2 separate regions of the Rattus norvegicus genome follow, and region 2 is linked to region 1. A link is a contact called in public Hi-C data. All regions are on one chromosome and are shown on one strand. Each heading gives the region's core, a stretch centred on a gene start, on an enhancer-like site or on the middle of the called end of the contact. The rest is flanking DNA. Distances are from core to core; before and after follow the strand shown. Region 1 has its middle 40 kb from the start of Tex2. Region 2 has its middle 17 kb from the start of Pecam1.

Region 1 (5,121 bases), core at 2,203-4,702:
TTGAACCCAGGTCCTCTGCAGCTGATCTTCACCGCTGAGCCCCTATCGGAGTGCTTTCTCAGAGCAAGAGGAATGAAACTAAGATACCCAGGGTGGTGACAGACACCTGTAATTGTAGTACTGGGGAAAGTAGAGGCCAGAGGTCAGAAGTTCAAGGTCACCTTGGCTACATGGCCAGCCTAGGCTAAATGAGAGGCTCAATTCCAAACCAAAACAACAGCAAAAAGTGTGTCCTGTACCAAGACAAGCTTATTTCGCAGGTGGGTTCTCGGCCAGGTTAGCGTTAGAAGTTGACAAAAGGGCAGGTTCTTTTTACTTTATTATTTTTAAATTACATTTTGTGTGTGTGTGTGTGCATGTGTGTGATGTGTTTGTGCATGTACGTGAAGTGTATGTGTGCTATGTCTGTCTGTCTCTCTGAGTGTGTGCATGTGTGTGTGTGTGCATGTGTGTGATGTGTTTGTGCATGTATGTGAAGTGTATGTGTGCTATGTCTGTCTGTCTCTCTGAGTGTGTGCGTGTGTGTGCATGTATGTGAGGTGTATGTGTTGTGTCTGTCTCTCTGAGTGTGTGTGTGTGTGATGTTGAGAATGAGGGTGTACACATGTCATTGCACACACCTGGAGGCCAGAGAACAACCTTGTGGCATTGGTTTTCCCCTTCCGTTTTGGCATGGGTCCCAGGGATTAACTCAGGTTGCCAGGCAAGCATCTTTACCTGCTGAGCCATCTTGCTAGCCCTCAACCGTCTCTTCTAAGACTTTTACTATTTTTATTTAAGTGCTTTCATGCGTCTCAGTTTACGCCATGTGTGTACGAATGCCTGTAGAGGCCAATGGAAGGCATCAGATCAAACGGTGTTAAAGCCAATTGTGTATTGCTTGGCGTGGGTGCTGGGAACTGAATTCAGTTCCCCAGAAAGAGCAGTAAGTATTCATAACAGCTGAGATATCTCACCAGCCCACAACTTATTCTCTTCAGAACTAACGTAGGGTCCCACGAAAACTATTAACTCAGTACCCAACATTGTCTAAACACTAGGCCCTACCTGTCATCACCAGACTTCCAACACACAAGTACTTGAATCACTCAAACCATATCTACCTCAGCAAAGGCTGAGACCACTGAACATCGGGTGAGTGGAAGCCCTAGGCTTCTTATAGCCCAAGATTGCCAAAATGCTAGAGTCAATGCCAGATGAAAAAAAAGCACACGGGAGGCAGGGGCTGGGGAGGGGAGGCTGCAGCTGAGACAAGGAAAAACAGAGTGGTCCAGGCCACTCTAAGACATAACCATGGTGACTTCTACTTATCAAAAAACCACCAGAAGCTGGCCTCGGTGACATATACCAGCCATCCCAGTACCTACGAGGCTAAGGAAGGTAGATCAAGGCCAGCCTGGGTTACATGAAGAGTACGAGGGCCAACCAAGGATCCTTAGCAAGACTCTGTTTCAAATAAATAAATATTAATTTATTGAGAGTGCTTGCTGCTCAACCATGAAGATCTGGGTTCGGATTCCAGCATCCACATCACACTGCCTTTAACAGTGTCTGATTCCAATTCTGAAGGATCTGGAGCCCTCTCCAGGCCTCTGCAGGTACACGCACAAACTTGTGTGCGTACACTCCCACAGATTTACACGCATACACGAACAGAATAGAATAGAGCTGGGGAGATGGGTCAGTGGCTAAGAGCACTGGTTACTCTTGCAGAGGACCCAGGTTTGGTTCCCAGCCCCCACAGGATGGCTCACAACCATCGGTAACACCAGTTTGGGGTAGGGGGGAGATTTCATGCCTGCTTCCGGCCTCCAAGGGCACCAGGCATGATACACATGTATATATAGGAGTGAAACAGTCATACACAAAAATAAGTCTTTTCAAAATAAACATATAAAAGAGCAAAGAAAACTAACTAAATACATAAATACAGGAGAAAGTTTTCAAATAGGGGGAAAAAATAGACCAGGAAGAATATGTAAGATAGATTTGACGTTTATTGATGCTATATGTTGTGGTATGTGTCTTTAATCCCAGCACTAAGAAGACAGAAGCAGTTGGATCTCTATATTGGATTTCAGGCCAGCCAAGGGCTACACAGTGAGACTTCTAAACTATAGTAGTAGTAGTACTAGCAGAAGTAGTAGTAACAATAATAACTAAAGAATAAACACTTTTTTGTAATAAAAATTTTTATTTAGCTTTGGTCAGTACAGGTGAGATATACTGGAGTTACGGGGCAATATGCATTAACAGAACACAGCAGTTCATTAAAAACTTAGTAACTATGCACACAGACTTCTGAAACATTCAGCCACCTAAAGATGAATATGCAGATGTATGAAGGAAAAACTATCTAATGCTGAAACTACTAGAGAACGCCAAGTCCAACATTTTCGTGATAAAAACTACTGCTCTGGGCAAACTCAGCGGTCCTATTCCTACACTTACTCTAACAAGTCTGAATGGTGCATGAGTAACAGCAGCGTGAGGAAGAGTGTGCCCTGACAGCACAGGTTCTAGATAGACGCAGATTTATACAGACATCATCCATCGCTATAGATTCCCATTTACAACATTAACTCATACAAAAATAACTTGACCCTACACAAAATGTCCTTTTAGCAGCGTTCAAAGTAACTGTTACAATTTTCAAAGTGGTAGAGATATTGAAGCAATTAAAAAACAAACAAACAAACAAACAAAAACAAAAAACAAAAAAACAGTGGCAGAAGGACAACTCTTATTATCTTCTCTCTGCTCTTCTATGAAGAACACGTTTGTGGTGCCAAGAAAGGAAAGGTGAATTTGCTGAGTGGGCAGCCATTCTGTTTGGGATACAATACGTAGATTGTATGACGTGAGAGAAGATGGCGAGAGCTGTGGAGGAAAGGCTTGATCTGGGAAGTGGAGAAGACGTGTGTGAGGGGGAACTACGGAGCGTCTTTCATTTGGTAGGGAGTTCAGGGAGCCTCCTTAAACTGAGATTTGAAGTTGGAAGAGGTGGAACATGCCTAGAGTCCCAGCACTGGGAAGGCTGAAGCAGGACTGGTTGCAAGAAACAGCAGTCAGTCGACAATGTGAGTCGAAAAGGCGGGAGGGAAGTCTGGGACTGGAGGGATTGGTCAGCGGCTGAGGGCTCAAAACTACTGCTCTTGCAGGGGACCCAGCTAATGACAAAGGTCCCCTGCTACAGGAACAAAGAAGCTGAAGCGACGGAGCGGAGCGAGCAGGAGAGCAACGGGTGAGGTCAGCTTCATTGGTGAACCACACAGCGAGGTCGTCTAATTGTACAGAGATCCATTTCTTCAAATGCCTACTCCATACTCCTGTCACTCAAAAGGGTGGGTTAGAAATGGCGAATCTCGGGGCACACCCTGAGTCTACCGAACCCAAACCTAGGTGACTCACTAGAAGCCCTGCTGGAAAAGACGCCGCCGCGTGTCTTTACAAACCCACAGAGGCTTCTAGCACCTTGCAAGCACAGACTTTAAAAGCTTTCCCAAGGGGCTTTGAGGCTCATAGGAGGCAGAGATCGCCACCTGGTGGCCAAGTGTGTTAATAACATTTATTACCTTCCTAGGTCATAATGCTCAAGAATTGAAGGATTGTATTTTAAGTAATTCAGTTTTAGCACAACTGTCTTGGAATATTAAAAAAAAATTTGATTCTTTAAAAAATGATCTCATGCAGCCTAGCCTTACCTTGAATTCTATGTGTAGCTGAGGATGACCCCAAAGTCCTGATGCGCCTCCCTCCACCTTTTAAGCCCGGGAATTACAGTTTATGAAGTGCTGGGGTGGGGTCTAACCTGCACTCCAGGCAAGCACACTACCAGCTGTCATACATCCCCAGCCCTGTGGTGCTTACTCTCCTCTCTGTCTCTGTCTCTCTGTCTCTCTCTGTTTTATTTATATGAGTACACCATAGTTGTCTTCAGGCACACAGAGGAGGACAGCAGATCCCATTACAGATGGTTGTGAGCCACCATGTGGTTGCTGAGATTTGAACTCAGGACCTCTGGAAGAGCAGTCAGTGCTCTTTTTTTTTTTCCTTTTTCTTTTTTTTTTTTTTTTTCCGGAGCTGAGGACCGAACCCAGGGCCTTGCGCTTCCTAGGCAAGCGCTCTACCACTGAGCTAAATCCCCAACCCCACGCAGTCAGTGCTCTTAACCGCTGAACCATCCCTCCAGCCCCTACTCTCCTTTCTCAACTGGCTGGCTTTAGAATTGTCACGGCAATGCCTCTAAGGGAGTCTATGACGATCTCCTAAAGGTTTAACAGAGGAAACCGTGCCTGTGCTCCATGGATTGTGGGTCTGGACTGAGTGAAAGAAGAAGCCTAGGGGTTCTAGATGGTTCAGCAGGTAGAAGCACTTACTACCAAGGCCGACGACCTCAGTTTGGTCCCTGGCACTCACAGTCTGGAAGGAGAAGCTGCTCCCTCCCAACTACCCTCTGACCGCCCCATGTTTGCCCCCTCTCCACTCATGAGATAAATAAAAATGTAATTAATAGAAAGGAAAGGGAAAAAGTCGAGCTGAGCACCCACAGCATTTAGCTCCTTCTGCTTCTTGACTTCAGGCAGGGCAGGACCAGTTGCTTCAAGGACGTTCCAGCCTCTGTGCCTTCCCTGGTGTGAGAGTTGATACTCTCAAGCTGTGAACCAAAGCAACCCCATCCGTGAGGGGCATTTGTCAGGGATCTTATCACAGCGATGTGACATGATTGATGCCCCTGTCGGAAAAGACCAGGGGTACTGAGGAAGTGTTCTATGTCAAAGGAGACTAAAGAAAGCCAAGAGTGTCAGCACTGAGGGATCTGAGACAGGAGGATGATAAGTTTAAGGTTGGCCTGGGTTACCATTATATAAATAGACAGACAGACAGATGAATAAATAGGTAAACAACTAAGACTGTTGAGACTACATGTATATCTGCAGCACAAAACCCAGACTATGTTGGGCCCCAGGCTTAAAAACAAAGCCGTGGGGGTTGGGGATTTAGCTCAGTGTTAGAGCGCTTGCCTAGCAAGCTCAAGGCCCTGGGTTCGGTCCCCAGCTCCGGAAAAAAAGAAAAGGGAAAAAAAAACAAAAAAACAAAGCCGTGGGTAAGGAGGTGAAA
Region 2 (5,704 bases), core at 199-2,698, 85 kb before region 1:
CTTATTTAATCTGTGTGTCATTTTGCCTGTATGTATGTCCATGGGTCCTATGCATCCCAGGTGTCCTATGGAGTCACAAACCCTCTGGGAGAGCAGAAGTGTTCACTGATGAGCCGTCTCTCCGCCCTCCTGCCTCAGTCTCTCAAGCGGTAGGACTGTGAACATACACCACGCCACACGCCTGACTCTTGCCTTTTTGTCTTTTAAAATTTTTGTCCCGTGTGTGAGTGCGTGGAGTGTGTACACAGGCACGCGTGCCACGGTGTGCATGGAGGTCAGAGGGCAGCTTTGTGGAACTGGCTCTCGGCTTCTACCTTTGGTTGGATTCTGAGGTGGAATGCAGGTTCCAAGGCTCACATCTCCAGCAGCTGAAGCATCTCTCAGACCCTTGACTTCTACTTTAAAACCACAGCAGAGATCAACAAGCTGCCCAAGGCGTGTACTCCTTTCATCTCGGCACTGTGGCTGGTGAAGAGGAAGAGGCAGGCAGAGCTCTGTGAGTTTGAGGCCGGCCTGGTGAGTTCCGGGACAGCCAGGGAGAGCCTGGCTCAAACATAAAACCAAACAAAAAAGGAGAGAGGGCTGGGATAGGAACTTTTTCTTTCCTTTTTGGCATTAAAAATTGTATGTTTGAAGTTGGGCAGTGGTGGCGCATGCCTTTAATCCCAGAACTTGGGAGGGAAAGCCAGGCTGATCTCTGTGAGTTTGAGGTTAGCGAGCGTGGTCTACAGAGTGAGTCCCGGGACAGCCACAGCTATGTAGTGAAACCCTGCCTGAAAAAAACCAAACCAACCAAACAAACAAAATACCCAAAATGTGTGTCCATGTGTGCGCATGTGTGCGCGCGCGCGCGTGTGTGCGTGTGTGTGTGTGTGTGTGCGCACGCGTACGCGTGCATGTATGTCTGTCTGTCTGACTATTTCTGACATAGTGCACATAGGACACAGGACAGCTTGCTGGCATTGGGTCTCTCCTTCCCACTTTCCACCATGTGGGTACCAGGAATTGAACTCAGATCATCAGACTTGGCTGCAGCTACTCTTTATCCACTGAGCCACCCTACCTGCTTTTTGTTGTCTTGAGATAAGGTCTTCCTTGTTCTCTGTAATCTTGGCTGGATTGGAACTCCTTATGTGGCCCAGTCAAAACCAGCTAATTCTCCTGCCTCAGTGTCAGGAATTCTGGGGTTGTACGTGCTTCCCTACCAGGCCATGTTGGACTTGTGTTTCTGAAGACCCAGACACACTACTTAGAGGCTGGGGCTTCCAACCACCCTGGCGCCTGGTGTGGGTTTGCAGGGAACCCAGAGAAGGGAAAAATCCTGGAGCTAGCTCCCTTCCCAGTGATTTATCGCTATGGAAACGGAGCTCTCTTCCGCTGTCCCTGCCACTGCTGTTGGGGACGCATTGTTGATGCCACAGCAGCGCAGGTCACAGTTCCTTCCTCTTTCCTGCCGCAGAAATGCCACAGTAACCTACGTGGCCTCAGCACTGCCACTCACACCTGAAGGACCGGGGCTTGGGAAAAACAATCAGGCTGGATTCCCCTGGGCTCCAGGGGCCTTCTGGGTCAGCGAGGACCTGAACAATGCTGGCACAGAACAATACAGCCTCAGTGGCCCAGCCTTCTCCTTCCTTCAGGGGCCTCTGGAGTCAGGGGGTTAAAAATGGATCTATAGTTCTCAGGTAGCCGAGAACCGAAATGTCAAGGCCCTTTGTGTGGTCAAAGTCTCACTATGGGTGCTACCAGCTTGGGAGACCTCAGTAGGAATCTGTTCTCCGATTAAAGCTGCAGGTGAGGGCTTCATATACCTATGCCAGATTTGGGGATCAAAAGGTCACTGGGCAAGCACTAAGAGGGTCCCAGAGACAATGAAGGAAGCCCCTTAGGATGTTTCAACTCACTGCCAGGCCTGGCAGTCACTGGCCAATCATATCACCAGGTGCTAAGGACAATGCTAGTCCTTGGTGGTAAGGCCTTTAGCACAGCTCACTTCGCCTCTTCTGGCCCAGAGGATGCTCCTCTGAGTGCTTGGGAACCAGCAGAAATAGGGGACTTCCACACTACGCTCTACAGCCTAAAGGGTCTCACAAAGTCCGACAGAGCCTAAGACTCTGGGAGTCCCAGAGATGCTGTGATACCCCGACAACAGTGGCCTCAGCCCTTATATCCTCCAAGGACAGGAGACTGCCTCCCTCCCCTTTCAAAAGAAGGTATTTTAAATCTCGACAATAAAATGTTCATGTTCATGTGTAGTGAACGGTATGGGCTAACCCTTCGTCCTGCTCCCTCAATGGTAATATTCGGTGTCGGTAGTCATGGTAACACATGAACTAAGCAGGAGGAGGAAGATGGATGTGAACTCAAGACCAGCCAGCCCCACACAGGACCCTGTCTTAAACACCTCGAGGGTGGGAATTCCCGTGGAGTCCACCCAGAGATCAGACTCTTCTTGGTATTACGTGTGTTCTTTGTGTCTGCTTGTGGGTGATACTCTGTGTAGCTTTGTTACCTGTGCAGATTCGTGTGCCAGAAAACCAGTCAACACCCCGCATAGGGTGCAGCGAGACGGCTTGGGGGTGGAAATGCTTTCTGTGGAAACCTGGCAACTGGAATTTGACCGCCATAATGCCCATAAAGGTAGAAGGAGAGACTTATCTCCACAAAGTTGTCCTTGACCTCCCCATATATGATGTGGCATTCATATGCCCAAACATATGCACATACAAGGCTAAAAATATTATTTTATATATTTCTGAGACAGGGTCTTACCGTATAGACTTGGCTGGCCTAGAACTTGCTATGGAGAGCACACTGGCCTCGAACTCACAGAGAACCACATAGCTCAGTCTCCTCAGTGCTGGGATCAAAGGTATTTACCATCATACCTGACTGATAATACCTTTTTTAAATTTTTATTTATTATATATGAGTGCACTGTAGCTGTCTTCAGCCATACCAGAAGAGGGCATCAGATCCCATTACAGATGGTTGTGAGCCACCATGTGATTGTTGAGACTTGAGCTCAGGACCTCTGGAAGAGCAGTCAGCGCTCTTTTTTTTTTTTTTTTTTTTTTTTTTTCCGGAGCTGGGGACCAAACTCAGGGCCTTGCGCTTGCTAGGCAAGCGCTCTACCACTGAGCTAAATCCCCAACCCCTGCAGTCAGTGCTCTTAACTACTGAGCCATCTCTCCAGCCTGGATAATACCTTAAAAAAAATACTGGAGCTGGGGGACATTGAACCATTCTAGTAACACAAGGGTTCCTCATCTGTCCCTGGGAATCATCCCACTTCCTCCTGGCTCCCATTCCTTTTTTTTTTTTTCTTTCTTTCTTTTTTTTTTTTTACATTTATTTATTTATTATGTATACATCATACAGCTTTCTGCCTGCATGTATGCAACTACAGGCCAGAAGAGGGCACCAGACCTGGCTATAGGTGGTTGTGAACCACCATGTGGTTGCTGGGAATTGAACTCAGGACCTCTGGAAGAGCAGACAGTGCTCTTAACCTCTGAGCCATCTCTCCAGCCCCCCTGGCTCCCATTCCTAACATCTGCTGCTATCATGAGCTGTATATTCCATATCCAAAATGCTTAGGACCCAAAGTACTTTAGATTTTCCAATTCATTTGTTCAGATCTTGGGTTATTGTTTCACGGATAATATATAGAGATGAGATATTGCCAAGACCAGACAAAGGTCATTCATCCACTCTATAGTTATATATTTAACCCAAAGATAATTTTATACCATATCTTGAGTACTTTTGTGCAGGGAACAAAGATTCACATTGTGGATTCCACACCATGGGAAAAGAATTTCTGATTTTGGAGCATTTTGGGTTTCTACCTTTTGGATTGGGGTGTTCAACCTGTAACCTGTCTTCTCTCTACAGACTTATTTTTGATGTTTTAAAAATTGGATCATATCAGGGGCGAGAGATTAGCTTTTTTGTTTGTTTGGTTTTTTATTTTTCTCTGAATAATTCCTGGAAATTCACCCAAGTTGGGTGTATCTAAACTCGGTCCCTTTTCATCATAGAATAATAACTTGTGGTCTGGGTGTACTGACATTTACTAGTCGTTCACCCACTGAGGAACATTTACTTTCTTAAGAAATCTGGAATTGAAAATCTCCTTGCTGTGACCATTCCTGTAGTGTGTGTGTGTGTGTGTGTGTGTGTGTGTGTGTGTGTGTGTGCGCGTGTGTGTAAGCATGTGCCACAGGAAGAGTGGAGGTCACAGTCTGCTTTCCCCTTTCTACCCTTAGGTGGGGTTCCAGGAATTGAGTTTAGGACACCAAGGTGACATCTTTGGTCGGCAAGAGCCTCAACCCTCCCAGCCATCTCTTGCTCTCTCTCTGCTTTGTTTTGCTTTGTTTTTGAGACAGGGTCTCGATAGACCAGGCTGGCCTTGAACTCACAGAGATCCACCTACCTCTACCTCTAGAGTGCTGGGATTAAAGGTTTATATCACCAAGGCTATCCCTCTCAGCTATCTCAACTGGTCCATTTTTTTTAATTAAAAAAGTCTTATCTTTGTCTGTGTATGTGTGTGCGTGCACACACGCGCACACATGTACACACAAATAGACACGCACACACATATGGGTCAGAGGACACCTTGTTTGAGTTTGTTTTGTCCATCATGGGGGTCCCAGGGGTCGACCGACCTCAGATTCTTTTTTTTTTTTTTCTTTTTTTTCGGAGCTGGGGACGGAACCCAGGCCCTTGCGCTTGCTAGGCAAGCGCTCTACGGCTGAGCTAAATCCCCAACCCCTCCCCCACACACACCCCCCCCCCCCCCCCCCGACCTCAGATTCTTAATGTCAGCAGCAGGTGCCTGCCAGCCCATCAGCTGTTCTATTTTTAAAGAGCTCTAACTGAGTAGGCACTGAACATCCAGGAGGGTCCTGCCTGAGACCTGCTAGTCTTTTCCACCCCAGTTTTAGCCATGTTCGTGTGGCTCCTGGCTTCGTCCGGAGTCACATGACTTGCTCCGCCGTCCACAAGCACCATTTCCTGTGCATATTCTCAAATCCCAACTTGGCTGCCCTTTAAAAAAATTTTTTTAATGTATCTATTTATTTTGATTGTGTTTAATCGGGCAATGAAACTGTGAAGAAACAGGAAGCCGCGAGACAGCTGTATAGAACGGAGTGAAGAATTACATCCGAGAGTAACCCCGCGAACTAAGTATTTCATATTTAGTGTGTTTGGACATTTTCAGACTTTGACCCCTTCAGCTATGTCCTAGGCCAATGTTTTTCCTATTGTGTGGCATTTCAAGATGTCCGAAATGATTTTCTTTCCCAGGCCCACAGAGGGCTCAGGACTGGAGTCAGCCAGCAGGAGTTCCAACGAACTCCACCATCCAAGACCATCAACTGTGGGTCAACGGTGGGTGCCCCTGCACTGGTCTCTCTGAGAGGTTCCTTTCTCTTGTGAAAGCGTGAGGTGATGGGGCGGGGGAGCACACCTGTAATTCCCAGGGACAGGTGTCTGAGGCCAGGGGATTGAGAGCTCCAAACAGTTAGGTGTTGGAGAGGGGAGGGAGGGTCAGGTGGTTCAAGACCCTGAGACGGATTGCTGGTGACTGAGTTCACAGACAGAGAGGCAACATCATTTTAGGGGTCTCTCGGAGCCTCCAGTGCAGAAGTGGCATCTCACCCTCCTTTCAGGGCGTAAGCTTGCAGCCAGGAGA

Evidence for each region. A called contact is a pair of places that touch in the nucleus more often than the background predicts.
Region 2: a Hi-C map of kidney shows a contact between it and region 1, with 7 times the contacts expected there. The contact joins two enhancer-like sites. A contact is called at or near these places in 12 of 12 Hi-C or Micro-C datasets (the A7r5 cell line, the Rat2 cell line, Schwann cells and 7 more) and 1 of 1 datasets of contacts at active chromatin or transcription factors (oligodendrocytes).

Annotation. Positions count from the first base shown.
Region 1 is chr10:92,083,547-92,088,667 of GRCr8, reverse strand. No RefSeq gene overlaps it. Among named protein-coding and RNA genes, the nearest start is that of Tex2, 40 kb to the right of the region's middle. Within about 2 kb of position 3,452, at least 16 of the 93 cell types and tissues checked have an H3K27ac peak or open chromatin away from gene starts, as enhancers often do.
Region 2 is chr10:92,165,500-92,171,203 of GRCr8, reverse strand. No RefSeq gene overlaps it. Among named protein-coding and RNA genes, the nearest start is that of Pecam1, 17 kb to the right of the region's middle. Within about 2 kb of position 1,448, at least 15 of the 93 cell types and tissues checked have an H3K27ac peak or open chromatin away from gene starts, as enhancers often do.